Regions from separate parts of the Pan troglodytes genome. Here region 2 is linked to region 1. The links are chromatin contacts, called in public capture Hi-C maps. All regions are on one chromosome and are shown on one strand. The core of a region is the stretch at or near the end of the contact, and the rest is flanking DNA. Distances in the headings are between cores, read along the strand shown. Region 1 overlaps FAM168A (family with sequence similarity 168 member A). Region 2 overlaps PLEKHB1 (pleckstrin homology domain containing B1).

Evidence for each region. Capture Hi-C pulls out chosen DNA fragments and counts their contacts.
Region 2: a contact with region 1 is called in a capture Hi-C map of stem cell-derived neural stem cells, with 3 times the contacts expected there. The contact joins two enhancer-like sites. A contact is called at or near these places in 4 of 7 Hi-C or Micro-C datasets (blood, induced pluripotent stem cells and stem cell-derived neural progenitor cells) and 1 of 1 other capture datasets (stem cell-derived neural stem cells).

What each region holds. Positions count from the first base shown.
Region 1 is chr9:75,443,999-75,449,920 of NHGRI_mPanTro3-v2.0_pri, reverse strand. FAM168A (family with sequence similarity 168 member A) reads left to right here. Exons shown (of 9, transcript XM_054661515.2): 6 at 3,897-4,039; 7 at 5,769-5,922. Among named protein-coding and RNA genes, the nearest start is that of RELT, 36 kb to the right of the region's middle. Within about 2 kb of position 3,185, at least 4 of the 24 cell types and tissues checked have an H3K27ac peak or open chromatin away from gene starts, as enhancers often do. A contact at or near this core is called in stem cell-derived neural stem cells, where this site is marked.
Region 2 is chr9:75,694,216-75,700,969 of NHGRI_mPanTro3-v2.0_pri, reverse strand. It overlaps PLEKHB1 (pleckstrin homology domain containing B1), which reads right to left. Exons shown (of 7, transcript XM_001174818.6): 6 at 5,595-5,694; 7 at 3,637-4,981. The coding sequence ends at 4,845. Among named protein-coding and RNA genes, the nearest start is that of PLEKHB1, 16 kb to the right of the region's middle. Within about 2 kb of position 5,334, at least 10 of the 24 cell types and tissues checked have an H3K27ac peak or open chromatin away from gene starts, as enhancers often do. A contact at or near this core is called in stem cell-derived neural stem cells, where this site is marked.

The DNA of each region.
Region 1 (5,922 bases), core at 1,936-4,435:
TACTGACAGAACCTAGGATGAGGGCCCCCAGGCAGTTTCTCCAGCCTCATGAAGATCCTCCTGACAAATGGTAACCTTGAGAACCACTGTGGTTAGAGGAAGTAGCACTGAGTCTTAGATCCCCACAAACAGCTCTCTCTTTCAGCAACTACTCATTATCTCATCTGTGAAATGTTTACGTTGGTCTTAATGATCTCTGAGTCTTCTAGCTCTGCAGTTCTGCTTCTCCTATCTCAGACTGTCTGGACAAACAAGCAAGGCCTTCTTCTGCAGCATCATCTCTTTGGCTGCCAAGAGTGTTTTGGCTACTGATTTGTATTCTGAGTATGTGTGTGTCTCATTTCATAACATAAAGAAAGGGAAACATTCTCAGACAAGGTTATTCTTAGATGTGGGAACCAAATTCTACTGCAGTCTCTTGGAGCTTTTTGATTTTCCTCAGAGGGATAGTCTCACCACTTTGTAATATGGCTGTCCTTGTGGCATACAGTGGGTAATCCAGCTTCCCCAGGGAAGAGAAAAATTCCAGAGCACATTCTCCAGGAGCATAAAGGAAAGTCATCAGCATCGTTGGCCTGTTAACTTTAAAGAATCATAAAATCATGGCATTTTAAGCCATAACATTTTAGAATCTTAGAATCCTGGAGTCTGTGTTCCAAGCTGGGACAGACCATAGTAGTCATAGTTTAGCTTTAGTCTCTCAGACCAGGCTCTGCCTGCATACCCTTAGGACAGAAGCTTACTGTCTCTATAAAGTGAGAGAGAAAATAATAATAGCTGATCTTTATAAAGTGCTTCTAATATGTCAGGTACTGTTCTAAGTGCTTTTTACTTAACAGTTAATGTATTTATCACAATGAAGTAGGTACCATTACTGTTCCCATATCACACACGAGACTGATGTATCCTATAGCTATTAAGTCTCAGAGCTGGGGGTTTGGACCCAGGCAGTCAGTCTGTCTCCAGACTGCTCATAACCATGGCTCTGTGCTACAGAGCTTTCAGAAACAGGCACCTTCTGATTCAGGGGTGTCCTACTCTCCTGCATAGAAAAGGGATGCTTTCAGCTCTGCTAGGTTTCTCTACACCTTGATTCCTTTAAATTAGGGGTCAGCAAACATTCCTGTAAAGGGCCAAATATTTAGGCTTTTAAAAAGGCCATATGCTCTCTGTCAGTGACTACCATTGTAGCAGGAAAGTAGCCTTAGTCAATATGTAAATGAATGGATGTGGATGTGTTACAATATAACTTTGTTTGCCAAAGCTAGCTTCAATTACAAAAAACATGGCTGAAATTTAATTGTTTTAAATGTTTATAGTATGAATAAAAGATTCTGTGGTAAAATTAATTTGGAAAATGCAGTCTTGTACATACTCCCATCTTAGAGATTCACAGTTCACCTCCCCACCTTCTTTAAGAGACAGGGTCCTGCTCTGTCACCCAGGCTGAAGTACAGTGTTGTGATCATGGCTCACAACAGCCTTAGACTCCTGGGCTCAAGCCATCCTCATGCCTCAGCCTCCCAAGTAGCTGGGGACTACACCAGCCACCATGCCTGGCTAAGTTTTTTTCTTTTTTTAGAGATGTAGTCTGTCTATGTTACCCAGGCTGGTGTTAAACTCCTGGTCTCAAGTGCTTCTCCTGCCTTGGCCTCCCAAAGTGCTGGGATTATAGGTGAGAGCCATCACATCCAGCCCACCCTATTGTTTTAAAAACTTCTCAGGGTCGTGGAATAAAAACAAAATCTTAACTGTTTATCTCTATTTTACATATGGGACTATAGAACTCTTTTGTTTCCTTTTCTTTGGCAAAAACAACTATTAAGATCCCTTGGGATCTATAGTACGTTGTCCACATTTGGGAAATGTCTATCTCTGGTTTATATATAAAACCCCTTTATTTTATAGATAAGTAAATTGTGTCTCTGTACACATCAGATGGTTCCTTCTAGACATCTGCAAAGCTAGACTCCCTGTCTTCCCCCACAGTATCTGCTTTTCCTCCTATGACCACATTTCATCATTAGCTCCATAATTTAGAAACTTTGAGAAATCTGCTCTAGACTTCTCACTCAGTTCATAGTCGCACTTCCAGTTTCTACTTCTCTTTAACATGCTTCCCTCTCTTTCATATGTACTTTCCATTCTATCCTCATTGCTACTTATTTCCCAAGCATATTTGATCACAAAACTGTGGAAAAAACTATGGATCTGCAGGTGAAAAAACAAATGACGTGAATCCAGGGAACAGGCTGACTTTTGTGGCAGCTGTGCAGCAGCTCTCCTATCCTCCTGAGTCATCAGGGGCAGGGGGGTGCCAAGCCAAAGAGGTGTGATGTGGACTGAGAGAGATTTGTGACCATGTGGTAGTTTGCTTTTACTTGGGGTTAAGGTAGAAGAGACCCAGGATCTTTAGAACCATGGAATTTTTGTTTAGGAAGAGATCTTCATTCTTAGCCACCTGATTTTACAAAATAAGAAACTAAGGCCCAAAGACTTGACAATTGTCATGAAAAATTAGGGGGAAAGCCAGGACTGAAGACTAGATGTCTTCTCTTCCAATAAAGCACTCCCTCCACTCTGCCCCTAGTCCCTTATTATATGATAGAAACAGCACCTCGGAGCTGAAAGGGTCCTTGGTGAGCATCTCATAGATGAAAGAGCTGAAGCCCAGAGAGGTTCAGTGAGGTCTGCTAGACCTACCCAAGATGGAACCACAGGAAAGAAGCCACCTCAGCACCTCCCCAGCAGGGCTTCAAAGCCTAGGTCCTCAGGCACTGTCCCTTCAACTTAGAAGAGTTTAGAGTCTTTAGGAGAAGTTATTAAAAAGACTTGCCTTTTCTGAGCCCAGGATCCCCTTGTGTAAAGTCCAAGGATTGGAGTCCCTTGATGATCACTTGGGTTCCGTAGAACGATTCCATTTTGTGATTCTAAAAGGAGACAGTGTTGTTCCTGAATGACTCATGTTTCAAGTTTTTTTCTGTGAACAAAGGATCTGTCACTCTTTTCCGGAGGATTAAAAGGCAGCACAGTTTATTTACATGGGCAATTGTGAGCTTCTTGGGGCCTGACTTCTCAGCCCCATTCTTAGCTCCAGCTTTTGTCCATCCTGCTGAGGGACAGACATGGCCCAGGTTCCAGGTTGATGTGAATCTTTGTGATCCCTGACTTCAGGTATTTTCAGGCAGAGGTGGCCTTCCCCTAGAGCCCAGGAGAGAAGGAGGAGCCAACTCTGCAGAGCAAAGTTTTTCAGCATCCTAGAAGATGACGATCTCTGAATGGTGTTTTGTATGGTCAGCATCCCAGAAGATGAGGGTCTCCGAATGGTGTTTTGTATGGGGGTTTCACCTTCAAACTTGGTGGGGAGGGGAGGGAACATGATGGAGGGAAGTCCAAGAAGAGAGTGAGAGAGAGAGAGATAAGGAGAAAAAGAAATAGAGCAAAAGAGAGAAAGACAGAAACAGCAGCAAAAAGATACCCTGGATTCTGTGTGAGAAGACAGAAAAGCAAGTAGAGTAGCAATAAAGAGCAAGTGAGTTGAGGGTTTCCATCTCTGTGCACCTGCCCATTTCACACAGACAGCTCCAAATCCCAGGCTGTCAGAGCTAAAAGGGACCACGTGGTTCTAGCCTCTTATTTTATAGATGAGAGCCCTGAGACCCAGAGAAAGAAAAGATGCCCAGAATCATCCATGCAGCCCTGTGCACCAGGACTGAGGGAGCTGCCTCTGGGGCCAGGGCTTTCTGGGTGGAGCCCAGTTCTCTGTTTGTTCTCATCTCTGTTTCCAGCCTGGATTCAGCCCATCTTTGTCTGGGGAGTCGTGACTGGGACCTGCTGCCTTCTAGCAATGCTTTTCTGCCAACTAACTGGAAGTCTCTCTTATTGCCTTGGTACAGGATATACTGCGGGGACACCATACAAGGTCCCACCGACCCAGAGTAATACTGCTCCACCCCCCTACTCCCCATCACCCAACCCCTATCAGACGGCCATGTATCCAATCAGAAGTGCCTACCCCCAGCAGAATCTGTATGCCCAGGTAGGTACATGTCAAAGCCACCTCTTCTGCAGGTAGAGGAGCCTTCAGCCTGGGTGCAGTGTGGTGGGGTAGGGTGAGGAAGTGAGGGAAGGAGAGGACGGTTTGTGGCTCTGGCTAGCCATCCTTGTTGTATCACTGAAGCAATATCCCCGCAGTCTGCTTACTCCCTCACTCCACCTCAGCCCCTAGAGGGGGTAGGCATGAAGTCATTTAGATTAACAGAGCCCAGAATGTTAGAGGACAAAGGCCCTCAGAGATTTTCTAGCTCAACTCCTTTGTTAAACAAGTGGGGAAACTGAGACCCAAAGAGGGGAATGACTTGTCCAAGGTTACACCACGAGCTATTGGTTGGTCAAGATGAGACCCCAACGTCTTAGTCTTTTCTCCCTAACCCCCACATCTACCCTTCCTCAGTCTGTGAGCTGAGTGGGGAGGAGGAAAGTACACAGGCCCTGCCACCAGTATCCTCTGTGACCTTGGGCAAGTTACTCTCTCTTTCTGTGCCTGACGGGCCTTTCTGGGCTCCTTCAGCTAGAAGATGTATGCATTCCAGGATTGGTATGAGACAGGGGACCATATGGGGCTCTAGCACACCCATGACACATTCTTCTGGAGTGACTCTATAGGAAATATAAGTGGTGAGGAGAATACTTTTTTAGTTTAAAAAACAGCTATATTTTAGAGTAGAAGACAAAACTTAAATTGATCTCAAGCCTCTTGTTTTATTTTTTTTAATCTCATTTAGTAGAAACATTTGAAGATTTCTGAATTAAGATGATCTCAGGGGCTCCTGTTTAATTCCCCTACAAGTCAGTGGGCCAGTGGATTGTGGCAGCAGGAAGCAGCCATGTGATTCAGGCATTGGGAGTCACCTTGGACCACTGTCTTCTTCATCCTTACCTTTTTACCTAAAGGGAAATAGCTAGTTAAAAGACATCCTGGAAAATGCTATCCCTGTATGCCTTTTTTTTTTCTTTTTTCTTGAGACGGAGTCTTGCTCTGTCACCCAGGCTGGAGTGCAGTGGCGTGATCTCAGCTCACTGCAACCTCCGCCTCCCGGGTTGAAGCCATTCTCCTGCCTCAGCCTCCCAGGTAGCTGGGACCACAGGCATGCGCCACCATGCCTGGCTCATTGTTTTGTATTTTTAGTAGAGATGGGGTTTCACCATGCTGGTCGGGCTGGTCTCGAACTCCTGACCTCAAGTGATCTGCCTTCCTTGGCCTCCAAAGTGCTGGAACTACAGACGTGAGCCACTGTGCCCAGCCGCCATTTTTTTTCAACACGTACTTTTTTTTTTTACAACATGCACTTATACCATTATGATACTACTACTAATTATCCTTCTGTGTATGTGTTCTGGAGTTTACCAGCCCTGTTCACGTGCTTGGTAACTGATTGATTGTTATTCCTAACTTTAAATTTTAGGCAGCTTATAAAAGTTCATTGCAGTAAGATAAAACATTTTAAAATGCTAAAACCAAGGTTAAGGGAGTAGAGCTCTTATCCCATTAGATCATCATAGCAGCCTTATGAGCAAGGCAGGACAGGATTAGAGCCTTATTTTTCAGACCAGAAGCTGAGCCCAGCACTGCACTGACCACAGTCACATAGTAAGACAAGCAGAGCCCCAGCTGGGGTCCGGACCTTGTGTCCTTCAGCCAGTGCTGCTCTCTCCATATCCCACCTACCTCTCCAAATGCCTATGTGACCTCAGCCTCTTTCCCCCAGGGAGCCTACTACACACAGCCGGTGTATGCTGCCCAGCCTCATGTCATCCACCACACCACGGTCGTCCAGCCCAACAGCATTCCCTCTGCTATCTACCCAGCACCTGTTGCCGCCCCGAGGACCAACGGTGTGGCCATGGGCATGGTGGCAGGCA
Region 2 (6,754 bases), core at 4,085-6,584, 250 kb before region 1:
ACCTCAGGGTTCTGTGCTTCAGGTTTAAGGGTGATAGACTGATTGGACCATGATTCTGACAATGAAGTCTCCTGATGACCACTTAAGATGTCTGCAAACCTCTGTGGGAAGTTCTAAGGTTGGGGAACACTGATCTGAGGTCAGAAGTAAATCTGCGACCCAACCCTGGGAGTTCTCAGGAGGTAGATCTCAACTCCTGAGGAAGGAGGTCTCACAGACTGAGCTATCCCACAAGGGCAGGAAAGGGAAAGGGTAAGAGTACTCCCAGTCCCTATGGGTGGCAGAAAGCAGTAGCATGGTCCCTTTCAGGTGGGGCAAAGGGGAGACAAATCCGTTTTAGAGGGCATCGAGGGTCATATCCAGCCAGGTATTCTGAATGTAGGGCTCTAGTCCTGAGACTGAGTCATATACCTGATTTTGGAGAAGTGCTGACTGCCAGGATGCTCAGAGTGCCACAGACCCTTGCTATCTACAGAATCTCCTCTAGTAGGGGCTGATGGAGGCAGGTGGTCTCAGGAATGGATGTGGAGTTGAGCACCCCCAGTGAGCTGGCTATGAGTGGCCAGGCAGTACCTGGGCTGCTCAGACAGTTTGCAGAGATGGTTTTGTCTGGGTTGAGACTGTGTTGTCTATGAGAATGAATGTCTGTTTTTGTGTGTGTGAGATCGAACTTCCAGGTTCAACCATGACCTTCCTTTGCTTCAAATTTTTTGGAGGCATTCCATGGCCTGGAAGTTAGTATATAGTTCAAGCTCCTTCCCTGGCATCCAAGGCCCCTGACGGTTTGACCTTGCTGACCCCCGTTTCCACCCATCACACTGCAGATCCAGCCTCACCCAGAGAACTCTCGGCACTGAGTGCTGCTTTAGTTCTTGTTTCCTCTTCATCTAAGTTAGCAACTCCCACAAGACCATAGTTGGAAGAGCATTTGTCTTTACAGCTAGCTTAAGACACTTCCACCCATACCTGAGTTAAGGGCTGCTTTCTCTGTGACCCTACAGCCTCAGGGCTACCAGTTCCCACAGCCCATGTTGTCATAGTCTGTGCCCATGTCTGGGATAGACAGACAGACACACACACACACACACGCACGCACATGCACAAACTCCTTGAATGTAGGGCCCAAATCTCATTCATCTTCCAGTACCCAGCTCTCAGCCCTGTCTGGCAACAAAACTTCTCAGGAAAGCATTTGCTAAAGGAAAAGAGAAGAGATATTTGTGTTATACAGTTGACCTCCTCTCTGGGCATTACTTTCCTGCCAGGTAATGAGCCACACAGGATTTATAGTGCAGAAGCAGCGTGGTGTGGTAGACAAGGTCAAGTGACCTGCATTTGAATCCAGATTCTGACACAGCATGCATGACTTGGACAATCTACTTTCCTTCTCTGCATCTGTTTCTTTGTAGGTAAAATAAGAATAGTAACACCAGGCCCATGGGGTTGTTGCAAAGACCTATGAGATAAAGCAGGGGAAGCTTTGGGCAATGAATGGCAATGTCCCCAGCTCTGATCTCAAATGCTCTGCCCAGCCAGCTCCCTGATCCTTGTTTAACCCACATTCTTGGGAAAGGACTCTAGATAGCTTGGGTTCTTCCTACATATTGATCTCTAAAAGTCCTGAGACTGTGCCGGAGAGTAAGAGGAAAGGTCATTCCCAGAGCCAAACCCAGAGATGTCCCTGCAGGAGCATGCAGGACACCCTCTAATGAGATGGCGTAATGGGGATGCCACTAAAGGACTGACAGGGTAACTGGGTCCATCTGGGAGAAAATTAAGGCTGAGGCTGGGCTGAAGGTAGTGAGTTATCTCAATTGACTGTTCATAGTCAGTTACAGATCAAACTCTGTTCTCTCTCCGCACTTCTCACTGCTGCAAAGGAAGGGAAGGGAAGGAAACGGAAGGGAAGGGAAGGGAAGGGGAAGGGGAGGGGGAGGGGGGGAGTGGGGGAGGGGAAGGGAAGGGAAGGGAAGGAAACGGAAGGGAAGGAAAGGGAAGGGGAAGGGGAGGGGGGAGTGGGGGAGGGGAAGAGAAGGGAAGGGAGAGGGGAAGGGAGAGGGGGAGAGAGGGGAAGGGAGGGGAGGGGAGGAGGAAAGACAAAAACAGAAAAAATTAAGGCTGTGGGGGAGAAAGGAGGGGAGCAAAACAAAAGAAAAAATTAAGGCTGAAGTTCCAAAGCATGGACTGGGTCTGATGCACTGCTGGGTCCCCTGAACACAGTACAGGCCTTAGGATACCCAGGGTATGTAACCTCTGACTGCACAAATGCTAACAGACCTTGGTTTTCTCAAGAGGCTCCTCTTGCATCCATGCTTGTCCTTAAGCTGGTGCCACATACTGGACTATGCCCTGTGTTCAGTAGCCTGGCCCAAGAGGTTCCTTATAGTTTGACCTCATCCACCACCTCTCACCATGCGACCTGCTATAGCATGAGACTGGTTCCTGAACTTCAGGGTGCTCTCAAGCCTCTAATGCCTTTGCTCATACCATTTCTTCCATCTGTTCTTTCTGTGTGGAAAGCTCTCCCAGCTTTTTCAGATTGGCAAACTCCTACTCATTTTTCAAGGTTCAGAATAAATTTCCACTTCCTGTCCCAAAGCTTTCCCTAGTTCCCTTGGCAGAGTTGCATGCCTCCTCTTCAGAGCTCCAACTGCACCACGTTCCTCTGTAACTTCATTCAATCATTGCTGTTTTTATACATGTCTCACCTCTAAGTTGGTGTCTCTGGAACTGTGGCTGAGGTGAATACCTGATATTTTTGCCAACCAGCTTTCATCTATTCATCCTACTTCTGGGAACAGTGCCCTGAATTTCCTCTGGGACACCATCCCACCCCTGCTGTAAGCCCTGTTATTTTAGACCATCCGTTTCCAGACCACTGGGGTTGATGCAGGGATGGCCACAGGACCCAATTTAGACTGATGTCTACCAGGCCCAGGACTTTCAGTCATACTGTTAGAGGAAGAGAAATTCTCTTGGTTGGACTTGAACTCAGGAGGGCATTAGCCTGGAGCTGCTGAACATCACTGCAGCTTCCAAATGAGCCAGCCCTGCAGGTGTAAAGATGGAAACAAAGCAAAGTCTAAGTGACACTCTTTGAGCCCCTGGATCACACAGCTCTTGGACTTCTCAGTTATGTGGCTTAACCTTTTCCCTTTGGCTTAAATCAGTTTGAACAGGGAGTTTCTATCTGACAGCCCCAAGAGGCCTGATGCAGGATGGTGGTGTTTCCTTTCCTAACCACCTGGTTTTCTATGAGAACAATTCATTGATTCAACTCTAGAAGGATGGGAACCTACTGGAAAAGACTCCAACATGAACAGGATTCTCAGAAAGCAGGCAGGACCTGGCTTGGATCATCCATCAGCTCAGACAACAGAGACTCCAAGGCAGTCCCTCCTCTTGAGCCCTCAGGAATGGTCAACTTCAACCAGCTACCTTAAGTGTAGGGAAAACAAAATCCAGAAAGGTTAAGTGACTTGCCCCAAATGACTCAGCTAACATGCTGTCACCAGTTCCAACTGATCTCAGAATCCACACTCTTTTTCACTAGACCAGTGAAGGCACTAGTAGCTGCTGGATCATGGAGAGGGAAACAGGGCCTTCTGGGGGAACAAAGCAAGCCACAGTTACTGCTAGAGCCAACCAAATCTTTATTAGTCTCGGCAGCAGAACTAATGGAGCCCCCATTTACAGGGGAGCTTTAGTGGGCTAGTCTGGCTTCCAGGCAGGGATGTTAGCATTTCTATTGGTGATTGGGATAGAAAGGGGGAAGAGACTGGAAGGGGACCAAAGGGGGAGACTGGTGGACCACCTGAGGGCAGGCACAGATGGGGCTTCCTGGGCTGGTGTAGAGGTGGATCAGGCCCCAGAGGAGAACACTGCCATCTCATTCAGAATGAAGGATGAGACAAAGCCTGAGAGGGTGACAGTCACAGCTACAAAGAGAGGGCCGAGCTCCTGGTGTGAGAGGCATTTCTGGACGGAGGCAGCTTTCTAGGGCTAGAAGTCTCAAATAGAACTCACCTGTTCCCCAACCAGGGGTCCCCAGGTTCAGCTCAATTGTTATCATGGGTACCAGCCAGGAAGCTGTTTGTGGGAAGGATGGGACTTAACTCAGGGGTGTTTTAGGTATGGACGTGTCAATATTCACAAAACAGGCAATATATTCATTATAGATGCAATCATGAAACTTCCCTCCAGAGAAGGCTCACATCTCCCCTTTCACCTAGGAATCTCCTTAGCTTGAAGGCCCACCACGGTCTGATCCCAGCCTCCACCCCAGCCCAAATGAACTCCCATTTAATTCCTTGGACATGCCATGACGTTCACGGCTCTGCATACTTGCCAATAACTGTTCTTCCAGCCTACCTGTCTTGCTCCCTGCCCCACCTGTCCTTGTCAAAGGACTGATAACTCTTCAGCTTTTTCAAGTCCTTGTTTACTCCTGTTCTCCCCACCAGGACTTGAGCTCCCTAAGGAGAGAGCAGAGAGCCTGATTCATGTTGTGTCTACAGCGCCTGGGGAACTCGAAGCCAAATGAAGTCGTATTTGCTGTGCCCTGTTGTGTTTAGAGGAAATGTATCCATAAATGTCTATAACAGATTTTGGGGGTGTCTAGTGGTAGATGTGAAGACTTCAAGCGATGTTTGTACCTGTGATGATAGCTTCTTCCCATGTGGGGATTAAGGGTAGGGAGTGGGGGGAATGGTCCAAACCCGGAAGGAGCTAATGGAGAGGATAGGGCCAAAGTGGGACAGGGCTTGGATGGTAGAGGATGGGGTCCAGGAGGAAGAGGAGTCTAGCAATCCAAGCGCAGGGGTCAGTGCTCCGAGTCCCAGGGCTCAGAACCAGCAGGGCGACCACATGAGCGAGCCCAGCGCCGCCCCAGTGGCGGCTCCCGCAAGCATGCCCATGGCCAGAGGGGCGCCGGCGCTGTAGCAGGGATCCTCCCGCACTATCACGTGCGTCACGCCAGGACCTGCAGAGGGAGACAGCCCATGAGGATCAGCGACTTAGGAGGGAGTAGAGTGATCTTCGTACCCTTCCTGCATCACTCCAGCCCAACCCAGTGTAAGGCGCCGAACCCGCTCTCCTGCTCCCCAGTCAAAGAACAGATCTAGACGCGGGAAGAGCTCCACCCTACGGCTCCCAGGCCTTGGATCGGCTACGGATGTCCCGGAACCTACGGGTCCGCTACGGCAGGCTAGGGCGGAGCAGCGAGGAAACCCTGAGATCGCTAAGCACAACCACCAGGCGCCTAACGATGGGCATTCCCAACCGCCAGGCCCCAGAGCGGGGAGGAGGCAGCATTCCCGCAGTAGCCACCAGGGGCCGCTACCGGCTCAGGAATGGGTATTGCCGACCGCAGGGCTGAGGAGCCAGCCCAGAAGGGTGAGGTCAGCTCGAGACGAACGCTGGTTCCAGAGCTCTCCCAGTCTCAGGATGGAGAGGGGCTTGCGGAGAGTTCTGCCTGGGAAAATCCGTGCACGCTAAAAGGATGAAGCCTGGTCCGGACTTACGGACCGTGGGCTGGGCCTGGCGCTGAATCGGTGCTGGATCGAGGCAAGCCCCGGGGCACGCTGGAGACTTACCTGCGTAGGGCGGTCCGTAGTAGCTGCGGACATACGTGGCCTCGTGTGCATTGGGGGGCACCACCTCGTAGTAGTCTTGGTACGGGCTGTAGACGCGCACCTGGGGAATCCAACCACGTCAGGTGCCCAGGAACTCCCTGGCCCGGATTTGGTCCCCTACCCCCACGCCTGGCACAGGCCTCTCTGGGATCCATGGAGCCACCTCCCCAAGTTTAGAAATGGGCCTCCAGCCACTAGCAAGCTCTTGGAGAAAGGCCCTGCCCTCCCCACAAGGTCCACGGTCCTTGTCCTCTAAAACTTCTGCACTACATCCAGCTCCCAGTGACACCCATTCTCCAACTCTGGCCTCCCACCTAGCTCAAAAAATTCTCTATGGCTCCCAATTTCTCCTTATAGGTAGTCTAATATTTGCTAGCAGCTCTACAATAATGCCACTTGAAAGACCCAGCTCTACTAGTCACAAGGAGGGGAACATGGCCAAGCCCCAGGCCCAGGAAATAAACAGGGGTTGGGGAGGAAGGAAGGGAAAGGAAGGATAGGGATGAGAAGTAACTAAAATACAGTTATGCGTCTTTTAAACAACAGGGATACAGTCTGAGAAATGCGTCCTTAGGCAATTTTAGTTATGTGAATATCATAGAGTGTACTTACAAACAAACCTAGGTGGCACACACCTAGAGTATATGGTATATCCTATTGCTCCTACAAACCTGTTCAGCAGGCTACTGCCCTGAATACTGTAGGCAATTGTAACACAATGGTAAGTATTTGTTATCTAACTAATCATATATAAATGTAGAAAATGTAATGAATTGCCCTACGACATTATCATGGCTACATCACTAGGTGATAGGAAATTTTCAGCTCCATTATAATCTTATGGAACCACCTTTGTATATGTGGTCCATCATTGACCCAAAATTGTTAGGCTGCACTAGGCTGTAACGATTATTGAGCACCTACTATGTACCAGGTCCTGAAGGAAGTGATGACGTGTGTTACACCACCTCTAATCCTTAAAGCAGGTATTAGCTCCACATGACCATAGGGTTGGGGACTGAGGCTCAGAGAATGGTCAGTGTTCTCTCTGGAATGCATTCCCTGCCCTCCCCTCTCTCCCATTAGATTTTTGCCAACCCTTCAAAGCCTAGCTCAACGGT